Regions from separate parts of the Oryctolagus cuniculus genome. Here region 1 is linked to region 2. The links are chromatin contacts, called in public Hi-C maps. All regions are on one chromosome and are shown on one strand. The core of a region is the stretch at or near the end of the contact, and the rest is flanking DNA. Distances in the headings are between cores, read along the strand shown.

Region 1 (4,950 bases), core at 1,184-3,683, 260 kb before region 2:
CTTCCGCCACTTGCCCAGGCTGGCTTAACGCCTCTCCTTTCCACGGGGGGTCGGAGAGGCTCAGCTTCCCCATTAACTTGGGGCCTGCGTTTTATCGACTCCACACACTCGGGACCCCAGTTCTGGGGCCATCTGTGACCTGTCGTGCAGTAATAGCTTGGTTTCCCCCGTGTTCGGCTCCCTCCCTGAGTACTTAGTGTTAAATCATAGGGGGAGGAAGTGTGAGCAGAGCAAAACCAGCACTATTACATGACCCCCGATGAGACCGCTGTGATAGAATTAAAAGCTGCCGCCCTAGGACATTCTAACAGATGACATTGTGAGGTTGCCAAGGTAACCCACCAGGATGCAGTTCCAGCATCTTTGGGGTTGATGCTGGGTAGGCGAGGTCAGTTGGAGGTAAGGCCCAGCTGCCCGAGATCTATCCGCTGGCTGACCAGTGCACAGCAGCCGAGTGGAAAATGGAGAGAGCTTTGCGCACAACACAAGCAAATCCAGCCACTGGCTCCTCATTGGGTATTCTAGGTGAAAGAATTAGAATACTCTGATGATTGCTGAATGTAGGTTACGGAGCTCTAAATGATGTGGATGTGGGGCAGTGGGTTAGGCTGCTGCTCGGGACACCTGCATCCAGTATCAGAGTGCCAGTTCAAGTTCCCACCCTTCTGCTTCCATCCCAGCTTTCTGCGAATGTGCCTGGGAAGGCAACGGAAGATGGCCCAAGTGCTTGAGTAAGTGCCACCCATGTGCAAGACCTGAATGGAGTTCTGGGCTCCTGGCTTCAAAGCCTGGCCCAGCCCTGGCTGTTATGGGTATTCAGGAAGTGAACCAGCTGATGGACAATTTTTCTCTCTCTCTTTTTAAAGATTTATTTATTTATTTGAGAGGCAGAGTTACAGAGAGAGAGAGAGAGAGAGAGAGAGGAAGAGACACAGAGAGAGGTCTTCTATCCACTGGTTCTCTCCCCAGATGGCTACAATGGGTGGAGCTGGACCAGTCCAAAGCCAGGATCCAGGAGCTTCTTCCGAGTCTCCCATGCAGGTGCAGGGGCCCAAGCACTTAGGCCATCTTCCACTGCTTTCCAGGCCATCAGCAGGAATTGAAACTTACATAGGATACCAGCGCCCCTGGCACCACAGGCCATGGCCTAACCTACTATTGCTACAGGCCAGCCCCTGGGAGATTTCTTTGTCTCTTGTGGTCTCTTCCCCTCTCTTTGTTGCTTTGTTTTTCAAACCAACCAAGCAACCTTTAAAAAAGGTATCAGGATGCTAATGACTCACCTACCCCTCCTATCAGTATATTTATTTTTTGAACACCTACTATGTGTTAGGTTGGAAGCATCAGCACATCCAGGAGCTTGAGAAAGCCTCGGCAAGCCAAACCCAAACAGGCGAAGTCATCTAAGACATCTCCAGGCCGTCAGTACTCAGGAGGATACTGAGCACAAGAAAATGGAAACAATCAGGATAGCTTATTAACCTCCAGGACCCGGTGTTCCAAACAAGAAAACAACTCGGTGCAAACCCGATCAGGTGGAAATGATTTGCTTAAAGGAAATTAACCACCTCCCCCAACAGCCACCAGCTTATCCTGCAAGCCACCTCCCCCTTTTCTCTATCTTATTTAGTTATTATTTTTTTTTTAACTTTGAGAAGCACACACACACACTTGTGAAGTCTGGTTAACACTTGTAAAGGTTAATTTCTTTCCCCAGTGTGGGGACCCTCGAAGGACAGTTTCAGGTGGGCCTAAGTCGCTCAGGGCCTGGGGCCCTTACACAACACAAAGACCCTTCTCTGTCTGTGGCTTCCTGGTGGGTGTGCAAGACCATCAGTGGCACCGCTGCACAGACTCCCAGCTGAACCTGCGCGGGGCGGGTAGCTAGCCTTGTCTTGTTACCCCCCCCCCCCCGGGAGGGGGAGAGAAACGTGATGGTGGTGCGGTGCTGACACCAAGACAGGAGGTGGGGGGCGGGGAGGGGGAACCCAGGAAACAAAGTGGGGGGTGGGAGAGGGGCAGGAAAACAGAACCAAAACGGCCACAGAAAAACAAGGAAGAAGAAAATCTGTGCGCTCTGGTGCCAAGTTTCTGGAAACCAAAGACCCCTCCGTTGCCCTGGGTGTGGGGTTATTAGCACCAAAAGGACCTCCTTGTAACACCCCTGGGGCCTCCATCAGCCCTCCCTGGCGGGGGCGGGGGGAGGGGAGCATGTCTCAGGACCCTTCTTCGCACAAGCAGAAAATGGACATGGTTCGCTAGATGGCTGCAGCCTCCTTGTGCCAGGGCCCCGATGACGACGCTGACAGATTGCCACCCAAACACGGTCCCACACAGGAACCCGGGAGGAAGAGGCCCAGGGCAGCAGGTCCCCACTCCGGTCCCGTACCGTCACCAGGTACAGCAGCGGGGAAGTCTTCCCGCACTGACCATTTGGGACTAGGTGCCGCCTCTCCGCCCTGCACCACAAGCGTGCTGTTGTGGAAAACAGTTCCAACAAGGAAAGTCCCTCATCGCGGGCTCGCCGCCGCCCATTTTCACCAGGCTAAGGCAGCCCGGACGCGCGGCTTTCTTTAGACCATCTTCTAGGTCGGCCCCAAGTTGCCAGGTAAGATTGGTTTTTCAAACCGCTGCCCAAGTGAGGTAGGCACGAGAGGGTGTGACGAGCATCGCTAACTCCCGAGGAGTAATTCGCGACGCCCGGGAGGCTGCCACCTGTGGAACGGGCGGAGACGGGTCCTCTCGTTACACCCCAGCCCCCGGCCCCTGGATGGCATCCCGGCTGCGCTCCCCAGGCCGCGCACACGCTGGGTTAGCAGGGGCGAGGAGGGAGGGTCTGTGCTCCTCGGATTCGCGGGTTGCTGGCGGCGCGGGTCGCAGAGGGCGAGGGCTGCTGAGGCCGCGCGGCTCCCCCGAAGACGCCGCGACGCATATTTCGCCCATGAGTTCAGAGGAAGAGGAAGTGTAGCGGGCGGGCGGGCGCGCGGCGGCGGGGGCGCGGCGGGGCTGGAGCCGGAGCGCGCCGGGCGCGGGGCGCGGGGCGCAGCGAGCGCGGGAGCGCGGCAGCCGCGGGCTCCGGGCCGGGACCGACGCGCTGATCGCCGGAGGGACGGACGCCGCCGCCGCCGCCCGGCCCCGCCCCGGCGCCCACGCCCTCCCGCGCCGCCGCCTGTGCACCGCGCAAACTTTGCTCCCGGGACGCCGCGCGCAATCTCGGGGAGCCCGCGCCCGCGCCTTCTCCGCGGCCGGTCCCCGAAAGGTAGGTGGGGGGTGTCGGCGGGCGCGGAGCCCTCCTTGCGGCCTCGCAGACCCGGTGCCCGGCCGGCCGGTCGAGTCCGCGTGGCGCTCCCCGACCCCTGCAGGTGACCTGTGCCTGGGCGCCGGAGCGGCGGGAGGATCCCCCGGCGCTAGCCGGACACGGGGAAGGGCCCATGTGTGGTCGCGGGGGGGGTGGTGTCCTTGGGCCAACTTTCTTTCGGGAGGTGAGGTGGGTGTGAATCCCTGGCGCGGCGCGGGGAGAGGCTTCCCGGAGCAGCCTGTGGGGTCGTGGGCTCTGCGGTTCAGGGCACCCAGAAGGGTCGTGGAGGGGGAGCTTTGAGGCTACAGGTGGGTCTGGGACACGCTGCCGCCCTGGTCCTCGGCTGAGATCGGGCGGGAGCGGGACACGGAGTCCAGGCTGCCGGAGCGCAGGGTGGAGAGGGCACCCGGGCCGCCTCTCTGCGTGCGCCCGGGTGCAGTTCGCTCCCGGGCAGGGGTACGGAGTGGGCGGGCGCACACGCGCCACGCGCTCGGGGGAAGAGACCCGGCTCGCCGGGAGTCCCCGGCGCCAGAGGCAACGTCTCCCTGGCTGCAGGGGATTTTTTTTTCTCCCCTCACCCCAACCCACTTTGCCGGGCTCAGGGCTCTCCAGGCTGGGTGGGCGGCTGCGGGGAGGAGGGGGACGTCTGTTTCGGAGGCTCACTTGACCGTGGCGCGCTCGGCGCGTCCCGGGGCTGGGGCTGCTGCCCTTCGCCTCGGGGAGAAACCGGCGGAGGCCGCTGCTCATGCCAGCCCCGGGCGCGCTCCCTGGTGCTCGCGCTCGGCCGCCCTGTGTGGTCCTCGGGGACGCTGGGTGGTGTCAGCGAGTTTGTTCCGAGGAAAGTGCTTTTTAAATAATAAAAAAGTCCGAGACAGAGCTCCGCGAGTGGCCGCCCCGGTGCCCAGCAGCGGCCCCTGGTCGGCACTGAGTTCCGGGGTTCCCAGGTGCTGGGCAGCCCGGGCCGGCCAGCGAGTGTCATCCCAGGATAAGTGGGGCCGGGCGGGGAAGGAAGCCGCGTGTAATGTGAGAGACTGGGGGCAGGGCCGGCGCATTCCTCATTGGTACCTCTGAGCAGCTGAATCCCCACCAAGTTCAAGTGACCCCAGATGTCACTTAAACCCTACAGCCGGCTCCAGCAACAAGCTGTCCGGGCTTCTCCGTGCCTGTGCGCTAACCTCATGAAGTCACTCTAACCTCGGCCTGAGCTCTGCATCCTCTGTTTTTGCCCTCCGCGGGGCTTCTGGCCTGCCCCGAGGAATTCAAGCCCCCCGTAGCCTCTGGCTGCATTTGTGGATCAAGTGTCTGGCCTGGGTTTTCTTTGTTTGTTTTTTGGCTGCATGGGCGTGGGGCAAAGGGAAATGGAGTGCTGTGCAGTTAGCTAATAAATTTGGTGCAGGGATTGAAAGAATAAATTGGGAATCCGAGTCAGGGAGTTCTGTCTCCCTCTTGAGCGGGAATTTTTGGCTTACATTCAAGTAACCGCTTTGTCTGTAGGGAAACAGGCAGAAAATCTTTGGCATGAGTGATGGGAGTTCCTGTAAAGCTCCAGTAGGATTGAAACCAGGACGGCCCATGGCTTGGTGGGCCTGGGTGCCTTGCTGATTTTTTTTTTTTTTTGACATTTATTTATTTGAAAGGCATAGCTAGATGGA
Region 2 (4,822 bases), core at 452-2,951:
TATTTGAAAGGCAGAGTTACAGAGAGGCAGAGGGAGAGAGGAGGTGGGTGGTATTCCATCCACTGGTTCACTCCCCAAATGGCTGCAATGGCTGGAGCTGTGCAAATCTGAAGGCAGGAGCCAGGAGCTTCTTTCAGATCTCCCATATGGGTGCAGGGGCCCAAGGACTTGGGCCATCTTTTACTGCTTTCCCAGGTCAAGGCAGAGAGCTAGACTGGAAGTGGAGCAGCCAGGACTCAAACTGGCACCCATATGGGATGCCAGTACTGTAGGCAGCAGCTTTACCTGCTACACCACAGCGCTGGCCTCTTAAATTTAACAAAATAAGTATATGACTTGTACATTAAAAATACAAAACATAGTTGAAAAAAATTGGGCCAGTGTTGTGCAGTGGGTTAAGCTGCTGCCTACAATCCCAGGACCCCACATGGGCACTAATTCAAGTCCTGGCTGCTCCACTTTGGATCCAGCTCCCTGTTAATGACCTGGGAAAAGCAGTGGAGGATGGTCCAAGTGCTTGGGCCCATGTGGGAGACCAGGATAAAGCTTCTGGCTCCTGGCCTTGGCCTGGCCCAGCCCCAGCCACTGTAGCCATTTGGGGAATGAATCAGTATATGGAAAATCTTTCTCTTTTATTTTCTTTCACTTTATAACTCTGCCTTTCGAATAAACAAATCTTTTTCTTGAAAAAATTAAAGATCTAAATAAATAGGATGATATTCCAAGTTCACGGGTTAGAAGACTATATTGTTAAAATGGCAACACTCTCCAAATTCAATGTAATACACCAACCAAACTCTAGCTGGTTTCTCTGCAGAAATTGACAAGTTGATTGCAAAATTCATATGGAAATTCAAGGAACCAGAATCATCAAAATAATCTGGAAAAGAATAAGTTTGGAGGACTTATATTTCCTGATTTCAAAAAGTTACTATAATGAAGGCATTGTAATACTACCTAACAATAAACATGTACATCAATGGAAAGGAATTAAGAATCCAAAAATAAACCCTTTAATTTATAACCAACTGATTTTGGACAAGGATGCCAAGAAAATTCAATGGTAAAAGAATAACCTACTCAACAAGTGGTACTGGGATCAGTAGATATCCACATGAAAACAATCAAGTTGGACTTCTACCTGATACCATATACAAGAACTAAGTCAAAATGGGGTATAAGCTTAAATATAAGAGCCAAAATGATAAACTCTTAGGAGAAAACACAAGAGTATATATTTATGCCAATGGTTTCTTAGCTATGATACCAAACCACAAGGGGAAAAAAAAACACCTAACAAAATAGACTTCACCAAGATCAAAAACTGTGTGCTACAAATGATACCATCAAGAAAGTTAAAGGAAAACCTACAGAATGAGAGAAAATATTTCCAAATAATGCCTCTATTAAGGGACTTGTATTCAGATTGTAATAGAAAGATAACCCAAATAAAAACAGACAAAGGATTTTAATTAACATTTCTTCAAAGAAGGTATATAAGTGGCTCATAAGCACATGAAAAGATGTTCAGCATAGTTAGTCAGTAGGGAAATGTAAATCAAAACCATAATGAGCTATCATTTCACACCCACTAGGATGGCTATAATCAAAAAGACAAATAGCCAAGTGTAAGGGAGAATCGGAAGGAATTGGAACCCTTTCCACATTGCTGGTGGGAGTGTATGATACAGTCAGTATAGAAAACAGTTGGCAGTGCCTACAAATGTCACACAGAGTTACCATCTGATCCAACAGTTCCCTTCCTGGCTTTACACTTAAGAGAAATGAAAATCTATGTCTGCTCAAAAACTACACAAACATCCATGGCACCGTTATTCATGGTGGCCCAAAAGAGGAAGCAATCTGAATGTCCATCAGCTGACGAATGTGGTATAGCCACACAAAGGAATGAATCACTAACATATGGTACAATACAGATGAGCCTTGAAATCACGCTAAGGGAAAGGAGCCAGTCACACACACACACACACACACACACACACAACACCACTGACAGGAAATGGCCAGAATAACATTATGTAAGTGAAATAAGCCAGGCACAAAGAGACACACACCATACATTCTCTCTCAAATGAAGATGCTTAAAAAACCAATCAACCAAACCCAATGTTGAACTGAATGTAAAAGGATTACAAGGAGTTTGTTTGGATAAAGGGTATCAAAATAGTGAGATAAAAGGAAGTATGTTCCAGTGGTCCACAGCACAGTGGAGGTGATTATAGCTTACCACAACCTAATATATATTTTACAAGGAATGGAACCTGAAGGCACCAAACAGAAAGCAATGATAAGGAAATGAAATGCTAATTACTGTGATTTGATTGATACATGCTGCATGAATGTCTTGAAATACTACAGTTGCCCTAAATATGTACAATGATTATATGTTAATCCAAAAACGTATACAACCTTTGTAGGATATTATAAAAATACAAGTTAACACTAATGTGTGTATACAGAGAAAGGTCCAGGAGAGGCACACCTTGAGACAGAGTGTGCATGAGAGGTTGTCTCAGGAGGCCAGGAGGCCAGAGAATGAATGAATGGTAAAACAGCACAAGGTTTCCTTATGGGATGACAAAAGCATTTTATAATCTGAGTGTGCCAATGACTGCACATCTCTGAACGCACTAGAAGATCACTTCACTGTACACTTTAAATGCATGAATTTTATATGTGAATTCTATCTTAGTAAACTACTGTTTTAAAAGGGGGGGAGGGAGGAGGAGACAACAAAAACTCCTTCACAGGCATTTGCCAATTAAACCAGCTGACGGGGACTTCTGATTTCCAAAGCCTTTTCTTTTCTTCCCACCACACCCCTAAGACCTCATGAATTTCAAACCTTCAACAATTCTATGCCACAGGAACCCTTTTGTGGTGGTGATTCTAGAAATTACAATAAATCTTGTCACTTACCAAGGAAAGAAAAATGTATTAGTACCTGGAAAAACAAAACTCTCACCTGCTGTACGTCTGGGAAACTTAAACATCCAACCCAGGTGTTTCCCAGCCATCAGAAGCCAGGATCATCTTCCCATGGTTGTTTCCCACACGCAGGCTTTCATGAAAAACAGGGTGTTCTTTACCGACTGAATCTATGACCTTAAAAGACCTCATCTAATCTATGGCTTTAAATATTCGGTCATTTTTAACAGTCTTAAAAAAACCAGGCTGGATTGGAAATGCTCCCCTAAAGTCCTCAGCCTTCACCTACCCATTGTCACTCAACTCTTTTGTGGAAATACTTTAACTTCCTTCTCGTTTCAGCCGAACATTTAAAAGACAATAGTTTGCATTTATTAGCCCAGTAGTAGATGCTGGCAGACAGGAGGTAGGCAGAATCTCCACTATTCCATTTTTAAATAATAAATCCATCAATGAGCTTTTGCTGCATCTGCTGAACTATGGCGCCCTCTGCTGCTCCAAGTTGATAAAGATGTGAGCAGAAGCAAACCTTGTTCTCTAGGAAAGATATCTTCAGAAAAAAGGACATCTCCATTAAAAGATAAAGAATCCAAATTATGTAAAAATTCCATCTGAATGGCTTTAAGAAAGTATGCACAATACATATTTCATCAAAATCTGTCAGAAGGGTGGCATCTGACCCAGCAGTTAGGACACCAACTTGGGACAGCCCATCCCATACTGGAGTGTCTGGTTCAAGTCCTGGGTCCACTCTGGATCCAGCTTCCTGCTAATGTGCAGCTGGGAAGACAGCAGATGATGCTCAAGTACTTTTGGACCCTAAAAACCACATGGGAGACGTGGATTGAGATCTGGGCTCCTGGCTGTAGCCTGGCGCAGCGCTGGCTGTTGTAGGTATTTGGTGGGGGAAAACAGCACATGAAAGATGTGTCAGTCTGTCTGACTCTCTCCTGCCTCTCAAATTAAAAAAAATGAAAATAAGTGAATTAAAAGTTTTAAAAATTTGGGGCCGGTGCTCTGGTGCAGCGGGTTAATGCCCTGGCCTGAAGCACCAGCATCCCATATGGGCGCCAGTTCTAGTCCCGGGCTGCTCTTCTTATCCAGCTCTCTGCTATGGCCTGGGAAAGCAGCAGAAGATGGCCCAAGTCCTTGGGCCCCTGCACCCAAGTGGGAGACCCGGAGGAAATTCCTGGCTCCTGGCTTTGGATCAGCATAGCTCCGGGCATTGCAGCCATCTGGGGAGTAAACCAGTGGATGGACGACCTCTCTATCTCTACCTTTCTCTGTAACTCTGACTTTTAAATAAATAAATCTTTAAAAAAACAAAGTTTTAAAACTTCTGTCCAAGACAGAATTAAGCTTTAAGCACACAACTTTAAAAATGACCTTTGTAAGACTGGCACTCCTGAAGCCAGCTGAGTCCACACAGAACTGAGAAGAGGCGGCTGGGTGTGCAGCAGAGCAACACACTCTGAACACCAGGCAGCACTGTCCAGGGCCAGCACGCAGTGGGCATGCAAACCATGGCCGAGTGATGATGCCTCACGGTGAGCTGCCGAAGCTCTCCACCCTCTGCCGCAGTGCTGAGCCCCTCGCTCCTTCACTCGTGCAGATGCTGCCACAGCACCTGTCTACCCCTCAGTAAGCCCACGCCACTGGGAGGAAAGTGACAAAGAAATACAATTCGAGGGGCTATGAGGGAATCTGCTTGGGGTACTGGAGAGCTGGGCAGAAGCAGGAATCCTCCATTAGATCAGGAGCGGAGGACTAAGGAGGGAGGACGGAGGAGATGCTACTTAATCCGAGTCTTAAAGACACAGAGTGCGCACAGACATGGACTGCACAAAGATGCAGAGCGCTCGACATTTCCTAC

The links. A called contact is a pair of places that touch in the nucleus more often than the background predicts.
Region 1: a Hi-C map of an unstated tissue shows a contact between it and region 2, with 2.8 times the contacts expected there. The contact joins the promoter of RFTN1 here to the enhancer-like site in region 2. A contact is called at or near these places in 4 of 6 Hi-C or Micro-C datasets (ear pinna, psoas muscle, skin fibroblasts and 1 more).

Annotation. Positions count from the first base shown.
Region 1 is chr4:152,119,388-152,124,337 of mOryCun1.1, reverse strand. It overlaps RFTN1 (raftlin, lipid raft linker 1), which reads left to right and starts at 2,433. Exons shown (of 10, transcript XM_002716182.5): 1 at 2,433-2,608.
Region 2 is chr4:151,854,745-151,859,566 of mOryCun1.1, reverse strand. The region is part of intron 5 of OXNAD1 (oxidoreductase NAD binding domain containing 1); the gene reads right to left. Among named protein-coding and RNA genes, the nearest start is that of OXNAD1, 32 kb to the right of the region's middle. Within about 2 kb of position 1,701, at least 1 of the 8 cell types and tissues checked has an H3K27ac peak or open chromatin away from gene starts, as enhancers often do.